Linked DNA regions of Mus musculus: regions 1 and 3 are each linked to region 2. Evidence: chromatin contacts called from public promoter capture Hi-C data. All regions are on one chromosome and are shown on one strand. The core of a region is the stretch at or near the end of the contact, and the rest is flanking DNA. Distances in the headings are between cores, read along the strand shown.

Region 1 (5,115 bases), core at 572-3,071, 200 kb before region 2:
GGTGGAGCAAGGAGCGGGTGGGGGCGCGGCACGCCGGAGCTTGCAGGAGCCCAGCCGCGAGGGGGGCGCGAGAGGATGCTCTCCTGGCCCCGCAGCGCCTCCTCCTCCTTCCGAGGCCTCCTACTGCGACAGGCCGTCGTGCCACGATGCTTGAGAAAAATGGGACTCCCGAGAAAAATCAAGAGTTGAATTTGTCAGGGATCATCAGCCTGGTTCCATTAGAAACCTGGCTGGACTGAGCAAGTGCTCTAGGGTCCGCCCTTTTCCATATTAGAAAAATCTGGGGTCTCCACCTGCAACTCCCGGCCCCAGCAATTTGTGCTGTCGGGGCGATGGGTAACCGCACACATTGACCGGTCTCTCGGTTCCCTAGCTTCTTCTTTCCTACTTACCAAAGTAATCTTCTCTGGCCTCTGGCTCCCGTATCCGTGATCGGGAGGCCTCTGGAACGAAGGGACCAGGAGACTCCTCCAGACCCGACGGCTCAATCCCCGAGGGTTCCCCGCGAGCACCCGCTTCTCGCCCACCGGTAGCCACGGTCAAACGCAGCAATGCTGTTAGCTCGTCCTGGTAACGGGCCCCCGCGGCGCAGTCCCCGTAGCCTGTAACCGAGTGTCGTCCGGGTTGCGCCCCACGTCTCTCCAAAGGACCCGCTGTTCCCACCACGGCTCCGGTTAGAGCTCCGGGGCTGCCCAGGGCCGGGGGGTACGAGTGACGGCTCTCCTGGCAGCCGAATCCCACGGACCGATGGGCACATAGTCGGTCCAGGGCAGCGTGGAGCTCCGGGTAGGCGGACGGAGCCCCTCCAGGGTAGCCCGCAGGAGCAGTGGTCAGCGGGAGGCCGAATAGGCACGGCCCCGCGGGCAGCGGGCTCCCGTGGCGCTGGTCGTAGCCCATGCTGATGCCGCTGGTCCGATTGCTGCACGGCCGGCTACCTCCGGCTCCGCTGGCCCCGGCTCCGTCCAGCAGCAGGCTGCCCCGGGGGCTAGATGGCTTGCTCGCATCGCTGGCCGAGCTACTGGCGAAGCTGGAGCGAGGGCTAAGGGCTGGAGCCGTGGTCTCCAGCCGAAAATCAGGAGGCGACGACAGAGGCAGAGGCAGGGCTCGAGTGGGCGGCGGCCCCCCGGGAAAGGACCCTTCGAAGCGCTGCGCTTCAAAGGAGCCGCGTGCGTTCCGCTCGGCGTCCAGGGGCCCTTGCTCCCTGGCCGGTTCCAAAGGTTCATCTCCAGGCCCCCCATTCGCTCCACGGTGTCCTGACTTCCTAGGTCCCCCCAACCCGCTTAAGCGTCCCTTGCCTGCTCCGGGGGTCCCATCAGACCCAGACCGGCTCGCTTCGCCCTTTCTGCGGCCGAACTTGGCGCTGCCGGAGTCCGAGAGTCTCAACTTTTCTAGCAGACGACTGGCTTTCTCCCCTAACCGTTCCATGCCCACGGATCTGGGGCCTGCAGCCCCCTCCTCGCCCGGCACGCTGCAGTGTTTCGGCCAGAGGCCGGGCTCGAGTTCCCCGGGGCTCGGATTCCTGGGATGCAAGTCACTCACGGGGGCTCAGCGAGCGGCCCAGGTGCCGGGTGCCCGCGATCCCGAAGCATGCCCCAGCGAGAGGGTCCGCGCGCGGCTGGCAGGGCCCACGGTAGCGGCTGTCCTCCGCAGGTCTGTCCACGCGTCCGCTCGCGCCACCGCCCGCCGGCCCGGCCCGCCCCCCTGGCTCTCACTTGCACGGACCCAACTTCTCCAAACTTTTGTCTGCCTGGCCGGATCTACTTTCCGGGAAGGGCGGAGCGCGGTGTGCACCCCGGGTTGAGGTGTCCGCGCAAGGATTTCCTGGGCATCACAAGCAGGGAACTGTGGAAGCTGCCTCCGAGGTGGAGAGCTGCAGACAGGACGTAAAAGGTCAAGGGGCAGATTGGGCAGCTGCGTCCACAAAATTCAAGAGTTTAGACTGGGGGAGGGGGAGTGAAAAGGAACTCTTTGTTTACAGTTGGAATGCGCGGAGGGGCACTGTGGAATGTATCCATCAACGTTGGGAAGAAAAGGGCTTGTTCTACAGAAATATCGTGATACTGTTCCTAGAGTGAGGACTGCGGGGGAGACGGTGAGAGATGTCACAGAAGTGATAAGACAGGGGGCCAACCGTAAGAGGAAGATGAAAGGTGGATATGTAGGAGGTCCAGAGACCCGTGTGTAAAGATAGCTCTGAGAGGCAAGGAGGCGCAGGCAAGAAGTGTGGGAGCTGCAAGACCAACGAATGCATAAAGCAGGGAAAGGACAAGTTGGTCCGGAGACTTGAGAGACAAACAGATAAGCTGCAATAAAAAAAGCACTTTCTAGCCCCATGATTCTCTGATGGTGGAGTGGGAGGATACGAGGTTTATGTGCTTATATGAAAAGAAGCGAGGAAAATAACAGGCTGATCCCTGTCGCTAGAGGGACAAGAGGAAGATTTAGTGTGTACATAAAAACACGGAGAAAGGTTTTGGACTAAGGCAACCCTAAGGGCAATAGAGCGAGACACGGGAAGAGACACCCCCTGGTGTTGAGAAGTGAAACTTTTAGCGAGCATTTTAGGTGGCTAGAGATCAAAAAGTGTGATTTTTTCAGGCAAGGTTACACTCTCCCAACTCCGACCCTCTCATGGCTTCCTCATAAGAGGCTGATGGCAGAGTGGACAGCCATTCTTAAGGGGAGTGGACTAGATAAATGTTGAGGGTGGAAAGGGGTAAGACGTAATAATGACCAATGATCAAGGAAAGACACGCTTGACTAAAACCAGAACCAGGCAGCTTTTGTTTTCTATCCAAAAATAACACCTCAGATGGTGAGAGATAGGAAATGGTGGGAAATTACTTTCTTTCCACCCACCCCCAAACGGGGTGGGGGTGGGGGTGGGGGTGGGGTTCCTCTGGGTAGTCCTGGCTGTCCTGGAACTCACTCTGTAGACCAGACTGGCCTATAACTCAGAGACCTGCCTGCCTCTGCCTCTCACGTGCTGGAATTAAAGGTCTGGGCCACCACATCTGGCTTCCTTTTTGTATTTAGGGTCTATGAAAATGACACGCACACAACTCATGCATATTATTTTCATTTGTATATTTTGAGAATCTTTTATAATTTTATATCCCTAGGGAGTGGGGAGGAGAAGGCAGGCATTGCGTACCTATTCACAGCACTGAGAAGTCTGAAGCCAGGAGAACAGATGGTTTGAGGTCGGTCTGGGTTATGTAGTGAGTTCTAGGACAGCCTGTGCTACATAAACCTTTCTCTCAAAACAAAAAGGCCAGGGATTCTGACACTGCAATTAACCCAGGCACTCAGGGAGGCACAGGCAAGATGATCTGTGAGTTCAGTGTCAGTCAGGGCTACGGGGCGTCCCCAAACCACACCAAAAGGACAAGGAAACTGACCTCTTTGTCTAAGTTGTATTTTAACTCAGAATTGATTTCTCTAGATAGCCAGTCTGTCCCTGGTCAAGACTACAGCTTTTCTCTGATCTCTAAATTTTCCTCTGAGGCTAAAAACATCAGTAACGAAGTAACCTGTCAGGTTGCAACCCATTGTGGGCAGCTTTTTCACAACTAGCATGAGGGTCCTGCCCAACCCCCACCCCTACCCCCTGATGCAAGGATGATTGAGGGTCTTCCAGGGATGTCTGAGGTCTCAGCACACCTCTAATATTTAGAAGTTTTGACTTTGGGGGTGAAGAGGAAAGTGACCCTGTTATTTAGTTTTTTGAGATGGGGTCTCTCTGTGTTATCCTAGAATGGTATGTAGAGCAGGCTGGCCCTGAATTCAGAGATTCTCCTGTCTCTGTCTCGCAAGTGCTGATTAAAGCTGTGTACCACCACCCTAGATGAAAGAGAAGAGGAAAACGTAAGAAAAGTTTTGAAGCTCCTAAAAAGGCCTACCCAAAGTCTGGCTTGGCTACAGTGGGCATAGCTGGGACGAACAGCTGGGGTAATAGGAAGCAGAAACTTCCTGTTAGAGGACAAAGAGGCGCCCTGATGGAGCACGCCCCACCCAGTAGGCTCATGCCCTCAGGGGAAGTCCAGCCTGGGGCTGGAGCTCCAGAAGCAGCCCTCTTTTATTTATTTTTGATCATATTTATATTTGTTTGTGTGTATCTGTGTGTGTGTGTGTATGAGTGTGTGAGCACGTGCACGTGCACTTATGCAAGCACACCCCTTGATGCTCATGTGGAAGCCAGAGGACCACTTACATTTCTCTTGCTACCATGAAGGTCTTTGGGTTGTCATGCTTGCCAGCAGAGCCACTAAGTCACCATGCCCTTTGTTTTGATACAGAATTTGACTGTTGTGAGAGCTGTCCTCAAAATCAAATCCTCCTGCCTCTGCCTCCTGAATGCTAGAGCTTCGGGCACATGCTACCAGGCCTGACTTTAGCAAGCCTTCTTCATCACCAAAAACTGTAATAATACTCTATATACACAGCTGGCTTCTTTTTTGTTTTGGTTTGTTTTTGTTTGTTTTGGTTTTGGGGTTTTTGGTCTTTTGAGACATGGTTTCTCTGTGTAGCCCTAGCTGTCCTGGAACTTGCTCTGTAGACCAGGCTGGCCTGGAATCCAGAAATCTGCCTACCTCTGCCTCCTGAGTGCTGGGATTAAAGGTGTGTGCCAGCCACCACTGACCAGCTGACATATCTGACTTCTTCTTCTTTTTTTTTTTTTAAACCCCCAGCATGCTGTCATTTGAGATTTATTTGTTTATTTATTTGTTTATTTATTTATTTATTATATGTAAGTACTCTGTAGCTGTCTTCAGATGCACCAGAAGAGGGCATCAGATCTCAGTACGGGTGGTTGTGAGCCACCATATGGTTGCTGGGATTTGAACTTAGGACCTTTGGAAGAGCAGTCGGGTGCTCTTACCCACTAAGCCATCTCACCAGCCCCATATCTGACTTCTTAACCCAGACTTTTTTGCAGTTAAAAACTCAAATGACAGGGGCCAGAGAGATGGCTCAGTGGTTAAGAGCACTGACTGCTCTTCCATAGGTCTTCAGCTCAATTTCCAGCATCCAGATGGTGGCTCACAACCATCTGTAATGGGATCCTGATGCCCTCTTCTAGTGTATGAAGACAGCTACAGTGTACCCATATAC
Region 2 (4,457 bases), core at 1,355-3,854:
TCCATGAAAATCTACATGTATTGGGGAATGGGCGAGCAAAGCAGAGTCTGGAAGAAAAAGGGTTGAGTGTGTGTGTATGTATGAGTGTGTGTATGTGTGAGTGTGTGTATGTGTGAGTGTGTATATGAGTATGTGTGTAAGAGTGTGTGTGTATATGTGTGTATGTGTGTATTGTGAGTGTGTGTGTATGTATGTATGAGTATGTATGTGTATGAGTATGTGTGTATGTGTCTATATACATATGTATGAGTTTGTATATGTGTGTGAGTATATGTATGTATATGTATGTGAGTATGTTTGTGTGTGTGTGCACGCGTGTGCACATCTGTGTATGAATCAGATACTTCTTCAAGGTAGGGTGGGTGGATGCTAACTCTATCAGTCAAATTGATGAAAGACATAACAGGCTCTGGTTTATTTATAGATCTTAAATTGGCATGTGTTCTACAGGTTGTGTTGAATTAAAAAATATGATAAGACCAGATAATGCGAGCTTCAGATCATGACGGCTGTTTTGTAGATCTGTTCCCTCAGAGCATTGTTTCTTTATAACTGTAAGGATTTGGAGTAATTAGATAACATTCCATTTTGAAAAGGGGTTGGAAAGAACATGGTCACTGAAGTCGGGGTGGAGAGGTGAAGAGGATTATCTGAATGCTGTACTGATTTTATTTGACTTCAAGGATGTTCTCCAGTGTCACTCTTTCTCTGGTGCCAAATGTCCCTGAGCTGTTCACGGAACACTGTTACACCAACAGAAACTAGTTTATGGGCAGCAAGAAACAGTATACCTTCACCAAGGAACTCCGGAGAGAGAGAACACGGAGACGCGTCTGAGACTGAGAGTCTTGTCGTACTTTCCCTGGGACAAAGCCCTCCACCAAAGATAGCAGACCAAAGCCCCCTTTGGGAGAGAGGGCAGTGATGAGCCACAGCCCAGCACCCATTTGCAGGGCTTCCTTGCAAAGACAAGAGTGTCCTACGTAGGCAAGGGAGTTGTCTCTGGAAGCCCGAGCCTTGCACATGTGCTCTTGGGAAGCGAGACCTATACTGGTTCTCTCTGGATCACCCAGCTCCTCTCCTAAAGAGCTTCCAAGCCAGAGCACACATTTCACCCATGAATTCCTCCTGTACCCCACAATCTACCACCTCCCAGTTCCCGCTAAGAACCTCACAGGGTCTTCTGTGGGTGTTAACAGACAGGCGCCCCCAACTAGGTAACCAGAAAAAAACAAAAAACAAAAAAACAAAAACAAAAAAACCTGGAAAACTCCATTTCAAGAACACAGTCAAGTCAGCTGGTTCTCCCTTCCATATTTTCCTCATCTGAGACAGCTCGGCTGTCACATCTGTTTCACAAGTGCTTCATAGGATGGGCCAGCCTATGAAGAACCATGATTATAAAGCATTTTTATTACTGTTTTTTTACTATTCGAGGCATTACACACCACAGTGCTTCATAACATAAGACAACATAATACTAAATATGCTTCAAACACAGATTCACAGCCTGCAGAGGGTGGCTGCACAGAAGCTAGTTAAAAATCCATGTGTCAGCCCGAATTAGGCTCTCCTGGATCAGAACTGCCTAGTGACAAGCCGGAAAGAATTTGTTACACTTCTAATAAATTCCCAGGCAATACTTGGGACGCAGAGCCTGTATGGTTCCTGACTCTTGTTTGTTCTATTCTAAGGAGAGAACAGCTCAGCCTGGCTTGGCTGAAGCGATGTATGACAGACATCACTTCCATAGCTCCGACTTGACCGGTGCAGTTGGACAACACAAGTCACAGACAAAGCAAAGCTGCCTTTGAGGCTTTGGCGGGGTTAAAGTCCCTCGAAGGACCCCCGGAGAGAGGGTGGGATGGCGCCGGGGGCCGCAAAGGACCTGGACTCACCTACAATGATACCACAGGCGCTGACCAATCCGATCTCTTTCTTCAGGGCTACTCCGCCCCCTCCCGAGCTAGCCTCGGCCTCAGGGCTGGTGTCAGAACCCGGGTGGTTCTTCGCGGTGTTGTTTCGCTGGCGGGCTCCCTTTTCCATCTTTCTCCGTAGGGTTCCGACCACCCAAAGCGAAAAAGAGCAGTCTTTTTCTAAACGCTCGTGCGTGTAAACGTATAGATATGTGGAAAAACAGAGTTTCCAATTAGAACGCCCTTTTCCGAAAACAGAGTGCGCTCCTACCCTCTAAAAGTGACAGCAAATGAGAGTCACACGTGTCACTGCCTAACAAACAAGGGCCGTGTTTTTAAATGGAAGGCAAAGAATATATATATATATAAATACAAAAATAGAACTGTACCAGCGACTCCAGCTGGAATTCTCCGGAAAGCGTTTATCTTCAGAAGCCCAGGATCGCTCTGCTCGGTGTACCGGGCGGCGGCTTGCTCTGGTCAGGATTTCCCTGCAGCCCTCCTAATGAAACAGATCGCCTCCACCTTCCCTTAAGTCTCTTCTACGATGAGGGTAAAAGTAGTTCTTCTTAGCTGAGGGAGCGGAGGAGGAGCCGTGCTCAGGTACTTTCTTGCTCGCCGGCTCTGGATCAGGTTTCCACCTGCTGCGGTCGCCCCTTCCTTCTCGCCCTTGTCGGCTCCGAGCTCCGTGCTCACTCCGCAGATCGCTCCATCTGTGAGGGCAGGGTGGCTGCTGCGCTCGCGAATGTGCTTCCCTTTCGGCTGCGGCGTTTATTTGCGGACCGAGGCTCCGCCCCCCACCTCCTCCATCCTTAAGCCGCATCTCCTCCCTCTTCTTCTATTTAATTATTAGTACCCCCTACCCCCAAAGATCACGGAGGAAGGGGCTTAAAACATTTTCTTTTCTTTTCATAGTGGGAGCAAGGGAAGGGTGGGCCGCAGGGGGAAGTCACTAGCCAAGGCTTCATCTCAGGTCGCACAGCATTTGTGAACTCTATAAGGGCACACGGTTCTGCGGGCTTCTAATGCCTTCAGAAACACACTGGCCAGTGTACTAAGATGTTTAGGTGTGGATCATTTGAGGACAAGGTCGAGAAAGCTGCAGAGATATTGCCATCAAGCTGTTTCATGAAATAGGGGGTGGTTTTGGTGTGTGTGGGGGGGGGCAATGTGGAAGAACTTTAAGCTGAAGAGTTTCTTTTAGGGACTGTCATGAAAGCTAAATAAAATTATGAAGAATATGGGGTAGTTGCAACGTTTTTCCGAAGCAGGATAAGGAGGATTCTGGCCTGCCCCATGACCCCTAATATTTTATCACAAATTATTTGAACTTCAGACAGGAGGTCGTGAGCCCCTCACCGATCATGAAACAGACGTGTTGATGCTAAGAATGGTAATGGTTAAGAATATTAACATTGCACCCCCATTTCCTTGAAGAATGTAATTCAAAACAGTTGCTCCACCTCAAGAACTGTGTCTATTTCTAACTGTAAAGTGCTTTGAAGAAAACAACAACAACAAAACAACCATGAAACAATATTATAGACCATGCTGAAAAACTAAAGTTTTTTTTTACATAGTCTATACAAAATGATTTGATTTTAAAATGAGTCTAAAAAATAAAATTCCAAAGGGCCTGGTGGCACACACATCTTTAATCCGAGCACTTGGGATGCAGAGGCAGGCAGATCTCCTTGAGTTTAAGGCTAGCCAGAGGTCCAAAGTGAAATTCTGTCTCAATAAGACAAACTAAATTCCCCAATCTGACCACTAATTACGCAAATTTGGCTTCACTCATTTTTTTAAGAAAAACACTAAAAAACTTGGACTTTTCAAGAAAATAAAAAAGTTAAGCCCTTTAGGAATGGGGTTGGCTAAGCTATCTAGAACGGCTCTTCCGGATAGGGTAAAGTCCAGACAATGAACGGTCTCCCTTCCCGCCTGCCCCTTGCTCACCCTACTCAGCAAGTATCAAGAGGTTTCAAAGGTTGAGATCTCAACTCCTTCTCCTTTTGCTGCTCTAAGATACAGCAGATTGAAAGCCTCAGCAAAAAGAGAAGAGAGTGGGGGATCGTGTAAATCATTTTCAACAGAGAAAACAGACAAGGTTGGGCTAGATAGCACAAGACTCCCAGGGAGGAAGTGAGGGGACATGGAGGAAAGTGAATTGTCTCTGGTCTTTTTTTAAACAAGCTTAGGAAGCACACGGGGACATTTGATGGTTTCATTATTAAGCAAATCCAATTTGAAGACTTCTGCCCAGATCGCAACATCAAGGGATAAAACCTTTCTGCTTCTCAAATGTGAGTTCTTTCAGTGATACTTTGTCGTTTCCATTTAGATGGCGCAGGCTTAGTGTGTGATGGATTTGGGAATCTCTCCAGAAAGGTGTGCAAACACAGAGTAATGTGCAAGCCTCCAGATCTGAGAAGTTGGAAAATAAAGACAATTACAAGTTCTATAAATCTCGAACCAAACAGATTTGGGGGTGGGTGGGTTCAGTGTGGCACCGAACGGGAAAGGGAGGCTTGTTAAAAACTG
Region 3 (4,690 bases), core at 1,323-3,822, 230 kb before region 2:
CATAGGCTCATGTGTTTGAATGCTTGGCCATAGGGAGTGGCACCATTAGGAGGTGTGGCCTTACGGAAGTGTGTCACTGTGGAGGCGGACTTTGAGGTCTTATATATACTCAAGCTATGTCCAGTGTGAGACACAGTCTCCTGCTGCCGCCTGCAGATCAAGAGGTAGAACTCTGAGCAACTCCCAACTCCCGCCCCATGTCTGCCTGCATGCTGCCATGCTTCCCACCATGATGATAATGGACTGAAACTGTAAGCCACTCCGGTTAAATGTTTTTCTTTATAAGAGTTGCCTTGGTCATGGTGTCTCTTCACAGCAATGAGACCCTAACCAGGACACTCCCCTTACCTTGCAGCAGCATTTCTACACCTTCTCCAGGTGCACAGAAATCTCCAGACGCCATCTCGTTTTCTTGGTATTATCTGTATGGAAACAAATGGGAGAAAATGCAAGTTGAACAAACCCCTGGCTGCTGCTCAAGCTACCTTAGGCAGTCTCACAAGCCAACTCTGGGCTCAAATTCTGTGCCAGAGTCAAGCCTAGAACCTTGACCCTCTTCCTCCTGGGTGCCAGGATTAAAAGTTCATGCCATCACATCTGGCTCAGAGATGTTTCTTATAGAGCAGGGCTATATCAGACATCAGGGTCCCCAAATTCTTTAGCATTTTATGGAAAACTTACAAATAAATACCAGAATACCTTCCATTCCAAGAACAAAATCTCTCCCAAGCTGTCCAAAGTATGACTCTAAACAGAACCACTCCTACTTCACCCCTACCCGCCTGTCTTAGGGTTTCTATTCCTGCGCAAACATCATGACCAAGAAGCAAGTTGTGGAGGAAAGGGTTTATTCAGCTTACACTTCCACATTGCTGTTCATCACTAAAGGAAGTCAGGACTGGAACTCAAGCAGCAAGTTGGGGAGGAAAGGGTTTATTCAGCTTACACTTCCAAACTGCTGTTCATCACTAAAGGAAGTCAGGACTGGAACTCAAGCAGGTCAGAAAGCTGATGCAGAGGCCATGGAGGGATGTTCTTTACTGGCTTGCTTTCCCTGGCTTGCTCAGCCTGCTCTCTTATAGAATCAAGATTACCAGCCCAGAGATGGTCCCACCCACAAGGGGCCTTTCCCCCTTGATCACTAATTGAGAAAATGCCTTGCAGTTGGATCTCATAGAGGCATTTCCTCAACTGAAGCTCCTTTCTCTGTGATAACTCCAGCTGTCAGGTTGACACAAAACCAGCCAGTACACCACCCAAATCCACTAAGTTCTAATGGAAGGCGTCTTCCTACCGTTACCATTTTGCTGGAGCTACAAACTGTTGCTGTCTGTCGTGTTCCCAGTAAACTAAGGGGTGTGGGTCCCAGTATACCTTTTGCCCCCTTTATAGCTCAACTGTGGAATATCACAGTTTCTTTCTGGTGCTTCTCTGTCAGTGTCATCTCATGAAAGAGCTATCTGTCTGGGAGCAAGAGCGACAGACACTTGAACTACAACAGCTTTTCCAGTAACAATGCACTGCAGTGGTTAGTGTGGGGACATAGCTATACAGATAGGTGTTTTGCCAGAACCTGGAGCACCTTGAAAAGAATGTCATCAACAGAGAGCAATGAGAAACTCAACAGCAACACAAACATTGCCTGCCCATTCTTTCCCTTATTGCTTTACCCACTCCTCCAAATGGCAGCTGAGCCCGAGGCAGCCCCGAGTCTGAAGCTTATTAGTACTTAACGCTTCACGTCCACAGAACATTGGTTTATTCGCTCCTTTTATGAGTCACATGAAAGCAACTAGCCGTTTGTTTTGTAGCGTGGTCTAGAGGAATCAGCTGAGGAGGCGCAATTCGAGACATTAATTTGTGGCTCCGCCCCGCCCCCCATGTTTTCTGTGTGAGTTTATGTGAAATGCTCCTTTTTCAGGTGCCAACAGTGTTCCACCTGCAAAGCCGCGATAACGGTTCTTGCCTTGCATGAAGCATCAAGAATTAATAACAATCGACTTGTCAACAAAAGCTATTTAGTTATGTTTTACCAGTAAGTTCCGTTTTACCAACTCAGAATGTTGTTGAACTACACCTACAAATAAAGTTTTGCAGGCCAGTTAGGCACCCAGCCACGAGGGTTTCAACCGCCCAGGGGTCCTCAGCGGAGCCGCCCACAGGACGTGACCTTAGGCTTCACCCCCACCCTGCGCAGGCAGCCGGGGTCCCACGCGCAGGAGCGCAGAGCGCCGAACTCTGACGCAGGCGTGCTTCGAGCCCTCCAGCCGTTCCCCTGCACGCTGTGCTGGACGCAGATTGATCGTCCTGACTGTTTTCACAAGAGGTGACCCTTACAAGGCCGGAGATAATCAAGATGCAGACGCGCTCTCCGGCGCCGACCTACCGTCTGGGTCGCCAAGGAGTCCTAAAGGGCGAGCGCGGCCTCGCCGCAAGCTCGCGGTCGTCGAGCGCTAACCTGCACGGCTCGCCGCCGGAGCGCTAAGGCCGGGGCCTGCCCGGGAAAGGCGCTGCCGCCAGCGTAGAAACAACTGGGTCTTAAATCAGCCGGGCACAGGACGGGGCGGGGCCTCCGTTCCCGCCTGGCGCAGCCCCGCCCCGGGAGCGCGCGCTCAGCGCAACTGTCGCGGTAGCGGCTCGGATCCTGGAAGTCGGAACTTCACCCATTTAACAAAGGGGAAGACTAGGCACGGAAGGTTATATAGAGGTGGCGGCCCAGCTCGGAAGCTTAGGCCTGCCACTGTGGTGCTCGGAGGTCGAGCCAATGTGTTGTTGGTATCAGAGATCGTCCTGTCTCGGCCTCCCGATTGATGAGAGGAAAGGTGCACGCCACTACACCCCCACTGGTTTGTTTTTATTTATCGATGTGGGCGAGCGCATGCGCCATATGTGGGCGGTGTCCACGGAGGCCGGAAGAGGGAGCCAGAGCCCTTTGAGCCGATGTTACAGGTGCTTGTGAGCTGCCAGATTTTGGGTTCTGGGACTTGAACTCAGATCCTTTTACTACGTTGCTCCAGCCTCACCTCTTGAATTTCTTAACCTACCTCGCCTCCTCCGCGCTCCCTCTGTTTTTTTTTAAAGTCACGTTTTATTTACTGTGTGTCCTACGTGTGCTGTGGAGGTCAGAAGACATTCTGGGAGTGAGACATCATAGGCTTGGTAGCAAGCTCCTTTACCCATTGAGCCGCGTTAACTGCCCTGCCCCATTCCCACATCCCTTATTTCCCATCATCCTTCCTTCACTCCTACTTATGCCTACACTGGTTTTGTAAAACTAAGGGTACCCAATCAGGAAGTGACTTCTTTTGGAAAATAAGATGTTTAGCTGTACTGTTAATCCTTCACCACACCTACTCAGGAGGTTGAGTTAGGAAGATCGAGAGTTCAAAGCTAGGCCCGGGCACTATGCTGAAGTTGCCCATCTAAAAAAATAAAAGTCTTAAATAAACTGCTTCAAGGTTATTAGAGCTCTTTATACGTTTTTATTTATTTTACTGTTGTTTACGTGTGTGGGTGTTTGACTGGCACATATGTCTGTGAACCACTTGTATGCTTACTGCTGTGGGATCCTCTGGAACCGGTTACAGTTACCACCATATAAGTGTGGAGAATCCAACCCAGGTTTACTTGAAGAGGGATGGTTGAGCCATCTCCCTAGCCCAGTGATTAGATCGCTTGCATCAGAGAACAAACTGATAGGATGGAGCAAAAGTGCTAGGAAATGGAGCTGTTTGGCTTTTCCTTAGAACAGCAGTTCTCAACCTGTGGTCGAGACCCCTTTGGTTGGTTGAACGACCCTACAGGGGTCACCTAAGGCCACTGGAGAACACAGGTGTTTACAATTCGTAACAGCAAAATTACAGTTATGAAGTAAGTAATGGAAATCATTTATGGTTGGGGGTCACCACAACATGAGAATCTGTATTAAAGGGTCACAGCTTTAGAACATTCTAGGGCCAAGGGTAGTGGCTCATGCCTTTAACCCCAGTGATTGGGAGGTAGGGGGTAAGCAGATGAGGACAGCCTGATCTACACAGAGTGTTCCAGGAAGGCCAGGGTTGTATAGAAAGATCAGTGAGAGAGAGAGAGAGAGAGAGAGAGAGAGAGAGAGAGAGAGAGAGAGAGAAGAGAAGAGAAAGGAGGAAGAGGAGGAGGAGGAGAAGAAGGAGAAGGAGAAGAGAGAAAGAAAAAAAAAAAGAAAGAAAGAAAGAAAAAAGAAAAGGAAGGAGGAGGAGGAGACTTGTATTTGAATACACAGAGAAATGATTCTAGGGCAGAAAGCTTTTATGCCCTTGGTCAGGGCATCAGCTGCCATGTTCCATGTTTAATGCTAGAGTGCAGTCACTTTTCAAAGCTTTTAAAAATCACTTATGCTTCCTCAATTCTTCAATGCAGCCTCATTAAATGCCAGGCTTACGCACGAACCGTGCTCAGAACAAAATAGCAAGCATGCTTTGGTGATTTTCAGCTGATCAGAGATTTACTGAAATTTCATCTCCCAAGTCTTCAGGTTCTTAAATACTGAACTACAAAGCTCTGGCTAAGAGGCTCGAAAGCACGCGAGGCCCTGAGCAGGGAAGGCTCAGAAGGCTGCCTTCCAGAGGAAGATGGGGAAGATAGCAGTGGACAGACACCTTGCGGACAGAGCTCCGTGTGCAATTATCTCTTCCCTCTTTGTCCCTTCCAAGCC

What was found. Capture Hi-C pulls out chosen DNA fragments and counts their contacts.
Region 1: a promoter capture Hi-C map of pancreatic islet shows a contact between it and region 2. The contact joins the promoter of Ajuba here to the promoter of Slc7a8 in region 2. A contact is called at or near these places in 2 of 39 promoter capture datasets (liver and pre-B cells), 2 of 484 Hi-C or Micro-C datasets (erythroblasts and myocytes), 2 of 115 datasets of contacts at active chromatin or transcription factors (both in embryonic stem cells) and 2 of 9 other capture datasets (adipose tissue and pancreatic islet).
Region 3: a contact with region 2 is called in a promoter capture Hi-C map of liver. The contact joins the promoter of Haus4 here to the promoter of Slc7a8 in region 2. A contact is called at or near these places in 2 of 39 promoter capture datasets (the HPC-7 cell line and pre-B cells) and 3 of 9 other capture datasets (adipose tissue, liver and pancreatic islet).

Annotation. Positions count from the first base shown.
Region 1 is chr14:54,575,840-54,580,954 of GRCm38.p6, forward strand. It overlaps Ajuba (ajuba LIM protein), which reads right to left and starts at 1,822. Exons shown (of 8, transcript NM_010590.5): 1 at 393-1,822. The coding sequence starts at 1,425.
Region 2 is chr14:54,779,282-54,783,738 of GRCm38.p6, forward strand. Slc7a8 (solute carrier family 7 (cationic amino acid transporter, y+ system), member 8) reads right to left here and starts at 2,605. Exons shown (of 11, transcript NM_016972.2): 1 at 1,899-2,605. The coding sequence starts at 2,046. It also overlaps a transcript of Rnf212b not described here.
Region 3 is chr14:54,551,789-54,556,478 of GRCm38.p6, forward strand. It overlaps Haus4 (HAUS augmin-like complex, subunit 4), which reads right to left and starts at 2,573. Exons shown (of 10, transcript NM_145462.2): 1 at 2,387-2,573; 2 at 349-422. The coding sequence starts at 403.